Regions from separate parts of the Mus musculus genome. Here region 1 is linked to region 2. A link is a contact called in public HiChIP or PLAC-seq data. All regions are on one chromosome and are shown on one strand. Each heading gives the region's core, a stretch centred on a gene start, on an enhancer-like site or on the middle of the called end of the contact. The rest is flanking DNA. Distances are from core to core; before and after follow the strand shown.

Evidence for each region. HiChIP or PLAC-seq counts read pairs in DNA pulled down with a chosen protein or histone mark.
Region 1: a contact with region 2 is called in a BATF HiChIP or PLAC-seq map of CD8 T cells, with 32 read pairs. The contact joins the enhancer-like site here to the promoter of Prss2 in region 2. A contact is called at or near these places in 4 of 39 promoter capture datasets (cranial neural crest, epiblast stem cells, frontonasal cranial neural crest and 1 more), 2 of 15 datasets of contacts at CTCF or cohesin (CD8 T cells and pro-B cells), 17 of 484 Hi-C or Micro-C datasets (CD4 T cells, CD8 T cells, CD8 central memory T cells and 9 more), 6 of 115 datasets of contacts at active chromatin or transcription factors (CD8 T cells, the SCID.adh cell line, embryonic fibroblasts and 2 more) and 1 of 9 other capture datasets (adipose tissue).

What each region holds. Positions count from the first base shown.
Region 1 is chr6:41,551,499-41,556,819 of GRCm38.p6, forward strand. It overlaps Tcrb. Among named protein-coding and RNA genes, the nearest start is that of Prss2, 32 kb to the left of the region's middle. Within about 2 kb of position 3,058, at least 89 of the 459 cell types and tissues checked have an H3K27ac peak or open chromatin away from gene starts, as enhancers often do. A contact at or near this core is called in CD8 T cells, CD8 central memory T cells, the SCID.adh cell line and 10 more, where this site is marked.
Region 2 is chr6:41,519,980-41,525,159 of GRCm38.p6, forward strand. It overlaps Prss2 (protease, serine 2), which reads left to right and starts at 1,797. Exons shown (of 5, transcript NM_009430.2): 1 at 1,797-1,864; 2 at 2,838-2,997; 3 at 3,876-4,129; 4 at 4,474-4,610; 5 at 4,894-5,100. The coding sequence starts at 1,825. The coding sequence ends at 5,043. It also overlaps Tcrb.

The DNA.
Region 1 (5,321 bases), core at 1,808-4,307, 33 kb after region 2:
CCAGCCGTGGAGATCTTCCCATTACAGTACTCAATTTGGGCTTTGTCAGCTTCAGGAAGGGAGATGCTTCAGGAGTCTGTAGGATCATCTAGAAGACAAAGGTTTAGTCTTTCTTTAAAAAGCAGTTAAGAGAAAGAAGAAAGAGTTGATGTAACTCTATGGATCACCTATTTCTTGTTTTGAGCCATTTCTCCATTATTCTTTGTAGTGCCCTGGGGAGAACTGTGTGATTCATGCTCCTACATGATCGAGTTTTGTGTGTTATGAAGTCACTCTGACTAGGGATAGTTGTGGAAGTGGAGGATTTGTTCTTAGTCTTTCCTGGTGAAGTTCTGTGTTAAAACACAAATACCATCATGTGTAGATACAGTTCCATTTAGAGTGCTGGGGAATAGGAGGATGGCTAGAGCCCACAGGTCAGTTCTTAACATACTCAGGAAATTTGGACCCAAACACAAAACATGTCATAGCATTAGGTTGTATGTTTTCCTCTACCTCTGAGAGCCTTTTTCTCTGTTTATTTGTAGATGATAAATTCATGGAGCTCTTCCCACTACAATACTCAGTGTTGGGCTTTGAAAGCTTCTTTTCCTAACAATTCCTACCACTCTGCCTCTCCTTAGGATTTATTATGACAGTGTAAGACTTTACCTGAAATATCAACTTTTAACAGAGAAGACATATTCAGTTCACTAGTCCCATCACCTAAGTCCCAGCTACATATTTACCTTCCCTGTCTCCAAGTAGTTTTTTCATCTCTTGTACCTGTTTCTTGAAGCAGGCTGCCTGGGGTGGAGGGTGGGGTGTGGGGGGAGTGGGATATCTCATAAAAGAGTAAACACTACCTGCTGGTCATCGAAGGGAACTGAAAAGGGCCAACGATTATGTCTGCTTCCAACATTTCATCAGGTTTTTAGGAAATTGATTTCAGCTCTCATCTATGAATGTAAGAGTGCCTTGATAGGGAAACCATGCCAAAAGCGGAGCCACCCATCTTGTTATAACCATCGCTGATATAAGTGAAGACTTTGGAAACAGTAACATTGAGTCCAAGTTTTAGGACTTCTTAACAACTACAGCCCTACACATTCACTATACAATGAATTGATCTTCATGAGACCTGGTATCACAAACCATGTACGTGTTAAAGAACAACAACAACATAGCATTGAATCCTCCTTTTCTTCGCAAGTAGTTTTAACTGTCCCCAAAGAGTTCTTAGTTGTCTGAATAAGCCCTTTATCCATTGGGCCGCTCTATGAACATTTGCTGACTATTTGAGTATCTATAATTTTTTACCATGCATATCTTTCTCAGCTTATAATTCTGTTCCCCTAAGAGAGCCTCAGAAGCAGTTGGAGCTTGTAAAGACCATTACTTAAACCTACAAGGAAGAATAATCTTCACTTTAAGAACCACGCCTGCAATAAACATAGACTTGAAAGCCAAAAAGTCTGGATTTGGGCTTCATTTCTATGTTTCCCCAGCTATATGATTTAAGCAAGTGGCCACCAAAGACTTGGCCTCCCCTTGTGTTAAATGGACTCAATCACATGGCTTAATCAATCCACACAATATCTACAGTTCTTAGCACAGGGTAATAACTATCAAGCACTGTAATTTATGTTCACTTAAATATATTTTCCTGGCTCAACACTTCACTTCCAGTTCTCTCTCTCTCTCTCTCTCTCTCTCTCTCTCTCTCTCTCTCTCTCTCTCTCTCTCTCCCTCCCTCTCTCTCTCTCTCTCTCTCTCTCTCTCTCTCTCTCTCTCTCTCTCTCTCATTCCCTCAAATGTACAGTTCTGAGCATTTCTTTCTCCTAGTGGATCAGTTACTTTCTTATAAAAACATTTCAGCTCACTTTTATCCTTCTATCATTCTGAAAGCACTGTATTCAGAAAAAAAAAAAACTCAGCACCAGGTGGGTTCTGACCTACATAGAGTAAAGAGGGAGTTAGTTATACCCCTTGTTTTTGATGTGTTAGGTATCATTTGGGTGGGGCGACTTTTTACCTTTGTATGTCTACATCCTGCCGTTGACTCAGAGATCACTTGGGACTCAAAACTCTAGTTCTTTCACACATGTGCTGCATCTGAGCCATGTACCCCCTCTGTGTGTGCAAATTGTTGCTTTTCTATCTGTGAGGATGTGCAGGAGACCAAAATGTACTTCGGTTCTCTTGCATTTATTTCTTTAGTGCTTCTTCCAAACTTACCAAGTCTCAACAAGATTCTAATTCTGTAGTCCATTATATTTATCCCTCTATCCTCACACTCTCTCAGATGGGATCATGTCGCCTTATTTAATCTTATACAAGTGATTCACAAAATCACAGCAAGATCTCAGCTCGATATGGAGCACATGTTCTCCAAACTCTGCCTGGAGTCCAGGATCTGCTAAAACTCAGAGAATCAGTTCTTCCCCCTCCTCTCTCCCCAGCTGCAGAATGCATTTACCATCTCCAGCTTTCCAGATCCCTTCAATTCCTGTGAACCAAGGTGCTCCATAAGGAGCCTCAGACCCTACTTAGTGGTTTGTTGATGAAAATTCTGCAGGCCTTGTAGCACTGACAGAATGGTAAGTGGGGAAATCTAAGTCCTTCCCAGCTCCAGACACACACATTGTGATATATCTTACAAGGCATCTGACCTGCAAAGGGACAGTGCTGATCTTGAGTCCCATAGTTAACCAGGCACAGTAGGACCCTTAATACTTGTTTCCCTGACCGATTCCAGCAAAGAGATATAGGAACATGATAAAAAAAATAATCTTAAGAAGAACTGTTTTTCATCAAACATCAGCAAGTGAAGAGATGCATTCCTGGGACTTTTCGGTTCCTGAAGACAATGGGGGAAGGGGTGGAAGCATCTCACCCCAGGTCTGGCTGTTTATCTGTAAGTAACATCAGCACCAAGTAAGAATGGCCACCTGCCATAGCTCCATCTCCAGGAGTCACAACAGGATGTGGTTTGACATTTACCAGGTCCTACATCTGGGGTGCCTGTGAATGCTCCCCCACTCACTCACATTCTGAGCATTTTGGGAACCACACTTGCCACATCCTGTCTTCAAACCCTTCTCATGCAGCCCTTTCTACCTCAGCCTCTAGCTATCACCGTGACAGTGAGAACAACCAAGAGGAGGGTCTCTAAAGGGGAACCCATATATCTCATCTCAAGCCCCCCATCTAAACTATCTTACATCTGTTAGAAGTCACACAGGAAACAGAAGCCTTCAGTATGCACCATGGAGACAGGTGCAATAACAGCTCTGACCTCATTAGGGTTCCCATGGCTCCCACATCACCGCTCTTCCCACTTCTCTTTCCACTTAACCCCAACTCCAGTCACCCTCTCTTCACAAGTATCCTCCATTTCCTTCAACTAATGTAATGAGAGCCCATTCATGTAATGAGTCACAGGAACAGAGTCTAAATAATAAACCGAATGAAAAATAGATGGTCTGTCTGTCCTGCATTCATTGGCTGGCTTTCGCTGGGGTGTATCCTCTGTGAGTAAGGGCTGTAAAGTGAATGTGCTTTGTATTTCCTGCCTCATGTGGGTAAGATGAGGGAAACGTCTACACACAACACAGGAAAGAATGGAAAACCAGACCTCCAGAAACTCTCAAATGAGGAAGTGGGAACTCGCAAAATATACAAGCCAATCCTGCTCTATCCATCACACACTCAACTAAATCATATAATCTTTAAAAAATCATATGAAGTAGCCCAGCCTTCCTAAGGCTGGGCCTTTTTCTACCTTCTAGAAGCAGTCAAGGGGCCCCAGTCAATCCCATTATGGCTTAGATCCTTGAGGGGAGTTTCTCTAACTTCTGTGGTCCTCAGCAGCCTGTGTGTGAAAATCAGGCAATGATATCCTTAGGGATAGTTATTGTGACACATTTATAAAGTCAAAGTCAAAATCAGCATCCTTACAGATCTCCTAGAAAAGAAGCCACATTTAACCAGGAACCATGACATTGATGTTGGCAGCAGGTAGCACCTACTATTAGGATATGCCATCCTGAAGTGTTTTCCTGTTTTCCCTAGTTATAATGACTGAGGTTTTGACCTTTGGGTACAATTGAAACAGTTATGGCAGCAGAATCTTTATGCATAAATAGAGGCAGATAACTAAATGCAGGATAATGACTTGCTCTAGTGTGTATACATGGTTTTCAGGACTCTCCTTAAACAGCCTCTTCTTGTGTGCTACATTATCCTTAGCCATCACTAGGATTTTCTTTTTCTCATTTGCTGTTTCCAAGACTTTAAAGACGCTGAGATTTCTGTGTTTCTATTCAAACAATCCTCTCATTTGGAACTTAATTGTATTAAATCTAGCTAAAAATCGTTTCTCCTTTTAATGTACACACACACACACACACACACACACACACACACACACACAGTGTTTCTCCTTGAAGACAGACCCTGAGATTGCACAGAGTTCCAACAGGAATGTTCTAGGATGAATTCAGAGCAGACAGCACATGAGAAAATTGGCATCGGTTTGCCACATAAGCATTGTCATGTTTGTGACATATTTTCTGTTTAAATATTTTTAAATGAGACAATTTGGAGGAGCTACAGTCAAAGTACTTTGTAAGCTTCCAGGGAGGAAAAGGACACCTGCCAAAAGTTAGACTTTGTAATAGTACTTGCAAAATATGATCTCCTTCAATATCTAACAATGCATACAGATAACATTTGCTGGTGAAAAAAAAATGAAATCTAGAAAAACTACATAACTGCCCTCAGGTCTTAGAAACTAGGAAATCTAGACTTGAAGTCAAATGTTTTACTTGTAGCTTTGCCTGGTACCATCTTTAATATACTTCATTGTTTTGATCTTTATGATGGCTCTCTGTATCCTGGCTACTTTACACCTATTCATCAAGTGTGATAGAGACATTTGGACATTGTCAAGTATGTTGTTGATCACTCAGTGTCTCTGTTTTGATTTTTCCTTTGTATATTAATTAAATGAGATTGAAAATACATCAGTGATACATCAGAATCACTCTAGATAGTGTTTGGTGCCAGGAACAGAGGATTTTAAGACTTCTTGTGCCCTCTTGTGGAAGAAAAGAGACATTGGGGGAAATTCCCTTTTGGGAATATGATCTAGAGAGGAGTGAGGGCTAAAGAAATCTCAGTTGCCAAGGTAACCAGTACATCCCTTTCCAACCATTCACATCAGTCTCTTCCTCTTCTTCATTTCCATCCTAGTCACTATTCCATTTTAACCTTTCTGTCACACACACACTCCTCCTCTTTACCCTCAGTCTCCTGTGTTTCTTATGCTACCATCTGTT
Region 2 (5,180 bases), core at 547-3,046:
ATGCCAAGAGGAAACAGGATGTTTAATTTGTTTCACGATGACCTCTTATTTGACAGTCACCTGCAGCAAATCTCACACTCTGACAATTCCCACATTTTTGTAGAGACATAGGGGTAGCATGCCAGGTTTAGATTAATTTCTTGGGTAAAATGAATCCATTTTTCTGAAGACCTCATATTAAAACATTTGTGAAAAGTGAAAATTCTGAAAGTTTCAAGCACTTTTTAGTAGGACAGACCTTCCACTTAGGTATAAGCTCAAAAGCCTTTATATGAGATGCAAGATGCAGAAATGAGAGGATTCAGTACAGGGACTTTTTGTAAATCTGCCCTAATAATGTCAGGAATGGGGCCACTGAAGAGCCTGTTGAGCCCCATGTTGGCCTTTCCTGCAGTATACTCTGCATTTCCCCAACCTCTGGTCATCTTACCGTCTCCACCACAATTACAGTTTAAGCTCAGTTTTTTTCACCTTTATTTAGTATCTCTAGAATGTTCAGTATCTTGCAAAAAACACTGACACATAATCTCAGCTCCAATTGAAAGCTCCCAAAGCCTAGATTTGGAGTAAAGAAAAAGATAAACAATTGACAGCAAGGCTCCTCCAACTGACTGTATAACTAGATTAAAATTGATCCATCGCCAGTCAACTGTTTATCTTTTTCTTCACTTTTTCTTCTCTGGCCAGGTTTTACTGCAATAAATTGAGGGATGAGCATATTATAATACTCTTTTTTTTAAATTTTATTCTCTTTTTACAGTCCAGACTTTTATACCCCTCCCAGTCCACCTTCTGACTGTTCCACATCCCATACCTCTTCCCCCATCTCCAAGAGGATGTCCCCAACCCCCACTCCCACTCACCAGACCTCTTTTTATGTTAAAAATAGACATTTACAGAATCCTTTCATATCTATACACAACTAATTATCTCACTGGGACCCAGATTAAACACTGTCCAAACATTTTCTCACATCCAAAACATCATATATACTTTTATCTCAGGATGCATTTTCCTAGAATACGAGGTATTAATACTTAGTGTAATTTTCTGGAGCCTTGATGACCCTTAAAAGTGACATATGACAAGAGCAAAAGGCAACAGAAAAATAGAGCACAGTTTTGATGTGAGCATTCCACCCCTGTAACATATAGAGGAAGTACTTATTTAAGTTTTATCCATCCTCTTCAAAACACACCTTCAATCCATGAGTCTGGTTAGAAAAGAGCTAAGTGAAAGCCCCAGCTTAGATTGAATTCTGCACCTCCTAGTTTTTCATCATGGCTGTTTTAATTGCAGACCTTAGAACCCTTTAATTTCATCTTCTTGTTCAGTAAAATAGTCAGGTTCATAGATAAGGGGCTTAGGCAATGCTGATTTCCTACCATGAGGGCACCAAGCAACCCCACTAGTTACTAGAACCAGTCCTTGCTCAAAGTTCCTTAAAACATTAATGAAGTCAGGATGTCTAAGGATCTTAGACAGTCTTTGCTCTTCCTCTTATCACCTAAGCCTAAGAAATCCCACTGTGGAGACAAGGGCTTGACTTCCCCTGGTTTTTCCATTGCATGATCCTTCCAAGAAGCAATTGTCCTCCTTATGTGACCTGAGAAAAAAGTTCCCTTGTCACCTGTAGCTCGCCATGTGACAAGGGCACCAAACAGAGCAAAGCTGATGCAAGACTCTGGGAAAGAGAAACCTGCAGCTATGTTTGTGCAGGGAAAAAAAAAAATGACCCCTCCACTTTTAGCCAAGGTGCCTTCCTCTTTGTTTAGGGAACTATAAAGACAGGCACTCTTTCTGTGCTCATGACTTTCTGTCACCATGAGTGCACTTCTGATCCTAGCCCTTGTGGGAGCTGCTGGTGAGTTTCACTCTTTTTCCCAAGCTCTGTCTGTTCCACTGAATGAAATATATGAACTATCCCAATGCTGTCTCTTACCTATATTCTGATAGTCTCACCAGCCTCTCAAACCTTCTCCCTACTTTCCTGGCTTCTCATTCCTTGTTTTTCTCACTTAGCCTTTAATCTACTCTTGTCTCCAGTCTTCATTCTAATTGGTGCCAAGAGCAGGGAATGTTGAAAGGTGAAGCTAACAAGAAGGTTCCATAAAATGAGCCTGCATGTCCACTGCTTGACTCCAGCAGCTCTGTGATACTTCCACCACAGGTGTTCTTAAGGAAAAAATGTGTTTACAGACACAAAAAGCTTATTTTTGCTAAATATTCAACCATTAGAATTCTGATCCTATATGTCTTAGGTCTTGCCTGTTTAATAGGTCCATCTCTAAATAAACTTCATCTTACCAGTCAAAGTTAAGAAATACTGATATATTGGCAAGTTCATCGGCTATGTTTCCCTTGATAAGTCTAAGTTGTCTTGCATATTCCTTTCTATTCTTGATTCATTCTAAAGAGTTGATTTCTATGGGAAGCTAGCCTAGGTAAAAATTTTCTGTGAGACACTGGCCCAGGTAAAAAGCCAATATTCAGGTGGAACAGATAAGAAATACACATATATATAAATAAAGCAAGCAATGGGAAGAACTGACTTCTAATGGGATCCAATTAAGTGTTTTCTCAGGTAATTCTTGCTGTCCCATCACGGATGCTCAGAAGAGATCTGGGAACAGATCTAGTTCTGTGGGAACTATCTGTCTGTCCTACAGAACCTGATACTGGGAAGCCCTAAAATCTATGTTGCCTATTAGAGATAGAACGAGTGCAGCTTTCCTACACTCATGGTGCTCAGTAAGAAATCCTAAGGGTTTTAGCTGCCATGGAACCTCCAATACCCAGATGCATTTGCTTATTTTCATTTCCTATCTCCCATGAAGTTGCTTTCCCTGTGGATGATGATGACAAGATTGTTGGAGGATACACCTGCCGAGAGAGTTCTGTCCCCTATCAGGTGTCCCTAAATGCTGGCTACCACTTCTGTGGAGGTTCCCTCATCAATGACCAGTGGGTGGTGTCTGCAGCTCACTGCTACAAATAGTAAGTGACTAACCCCTAAGTAAGAAGCCCACGTTCTGGGAAATATTTAGAACACAGCACTTCGTCAAGTGGTGAAGTTGTAAGGTGAATGGGGGAAAGAAAGCCATGAGGAGAAGTTGCTGGCAGCAGTTAACTATTGTGAGCACTGTGGAAAATTTGATACAGAATAGGAAGGCTCTCATTTCCTCAACAAACTCATAAAATAGCAATGAATGTGAGTCATTAAACCAAGAAATATTTGTTTTGTTACTATACATACTTGTGAGAAAGTCAGGCAAGAACTTTGTACAACCACCACTAGCTAAGAAGAAAAATGAACTCCAACTTTTCAGAAATACAGCTAAAAATTGGTAAAACTCAATGCAGTCTCTACTAGGCTTTCTCAGTCCCAGGTATGTAACATAAATGACAGGGACACTGACTCAGTACTTGTAGAGTTGGGAACAAGAATGTAAACTTCCCTCAAGGTTCCATGTCATAATACTTTGGACTAAACAGGCCTAGGTCTCACATAATAATAGTCCTGAATAAAGCAAGAAATATTACTCATAGATCCTTCTGTCATTAACAAAGACTCAGAAAGTGAGATGAGCATCAAATGTTATCTCGGGTCCACATCTCTGAATGTGTGAGGGACTGTGGGATGGCAGATTGAAAACCATCCCCAAACTGTACTCTTTATATACCACCAATCTCTGAAGAAGAAGAAAAAAAAAGGCAAGGTTGCTTAACCAGAAACTATCTACCCCCAAACAGCTTCTCCTTTCACATTACCTCAAGATCTACTCTAGACCTCCAGAGCCACTCCTGAGCAAGAAGCTTGGGAACCCTGAGGTGTCTTGGACAAAAACCTCTAGCATGCGTTTTCCTTCCAACAGCCGCATCCAAGTGAGACTGGGAGAGCACAACATCAATGTCCTGGAGGGCAATGAGCAGTTTGTTGATTCTGCCAAGATCATCCGGCACCCCAATTATAATTCATGGACCCTGGACAATGACATCATGCTGATCAAACTGGCTTCCCCTGTGACCCTCAATGCCAGAGTGGCCTCTGTACCTCTGCCCAGCTCCTGTGCACCTGCAGGCACTCAGTGCCTCATCTCTGGCTGGGGCAACACCCTCAGCAATGGTGGTGAGTAGGACATTTCACCTACTACATTCCTTCCTTCCCATGTTTTCCAAAACCAGGCATCTATCTGGTATTGAACCTGCTGGCTTATACCTGGCAAATAAGTTTAAAGTACCAATTATAAAAACTGTAGTTGATACCTAAGGGAGATGTGTAACAGGATCAACAATGAAAACAGGATCAACAAGGGTCATTTTACAGATTTAGAAAGCTACAATTCTTTGCTGGAATTTATCTTCTTAATGATCTCTGTGGTGGCTACCCATGACATTCTAGGATAAACTCTTGTTCCTCCAAGTGCGCTGATGAATATTTCTTCTTTCTTTGATCATTACCCTTCCTCTCAGTGAACAACCCAGACCTGCTCCAGTGTGTTGATGCCCCAGTGCTGCCTCAGGCTGACTGTGAGGCCTCCTACCCTGGGGACATCACCAACAACATGATCTGTGTTGGCTTCCTGGAGGGAGGCAAAGATTCCTGCCAGGTAAGTGACTCTCATTGGATATGAAACCTCTGTTCTCCTGGGAGTGGCATGTGAGTGTCCATTATTGGGAAACTTGAAGCTTCACACAGTGGGATCAGGCAGGTATGAGATCTATGCTGAATGTCATTTCATCTCATTAGTGAGAATAGACAATGTTGTGTTTCAATGCAGAAAAAAAAAATGGAACTATTCTAGAGTAAATAGAATGAGGTCTTAAGGTCAGAGTAAATGTGATTCTTTTTCCACATATCCCTTCCCTAAACACTGTATTTCTCTAATCCAGGGTGACTCTGGTGGCCCTGTGGTCTGCAATGGAGAGCTGCAGGGCATTGTCTCCTGGGGCTATGGCTGTGCCCAGCCAGATGCTCCTGGTGTATACACCAAGGTCTGCAACTACGTGGACTGGATTCAGAACACAATTGCTGACAACTAGAGAACCCTAGTCTCTCTTCAATCAGTATTATCAATAAAGTTCATTTGTCATCACTGTATGTTTGTCTCTTTCACCTCTCTAGTCCCTTAGCTCTGGGAAGCATGCTCTTATCTGAGGCTTTTGAGGGCAGCAGAGAG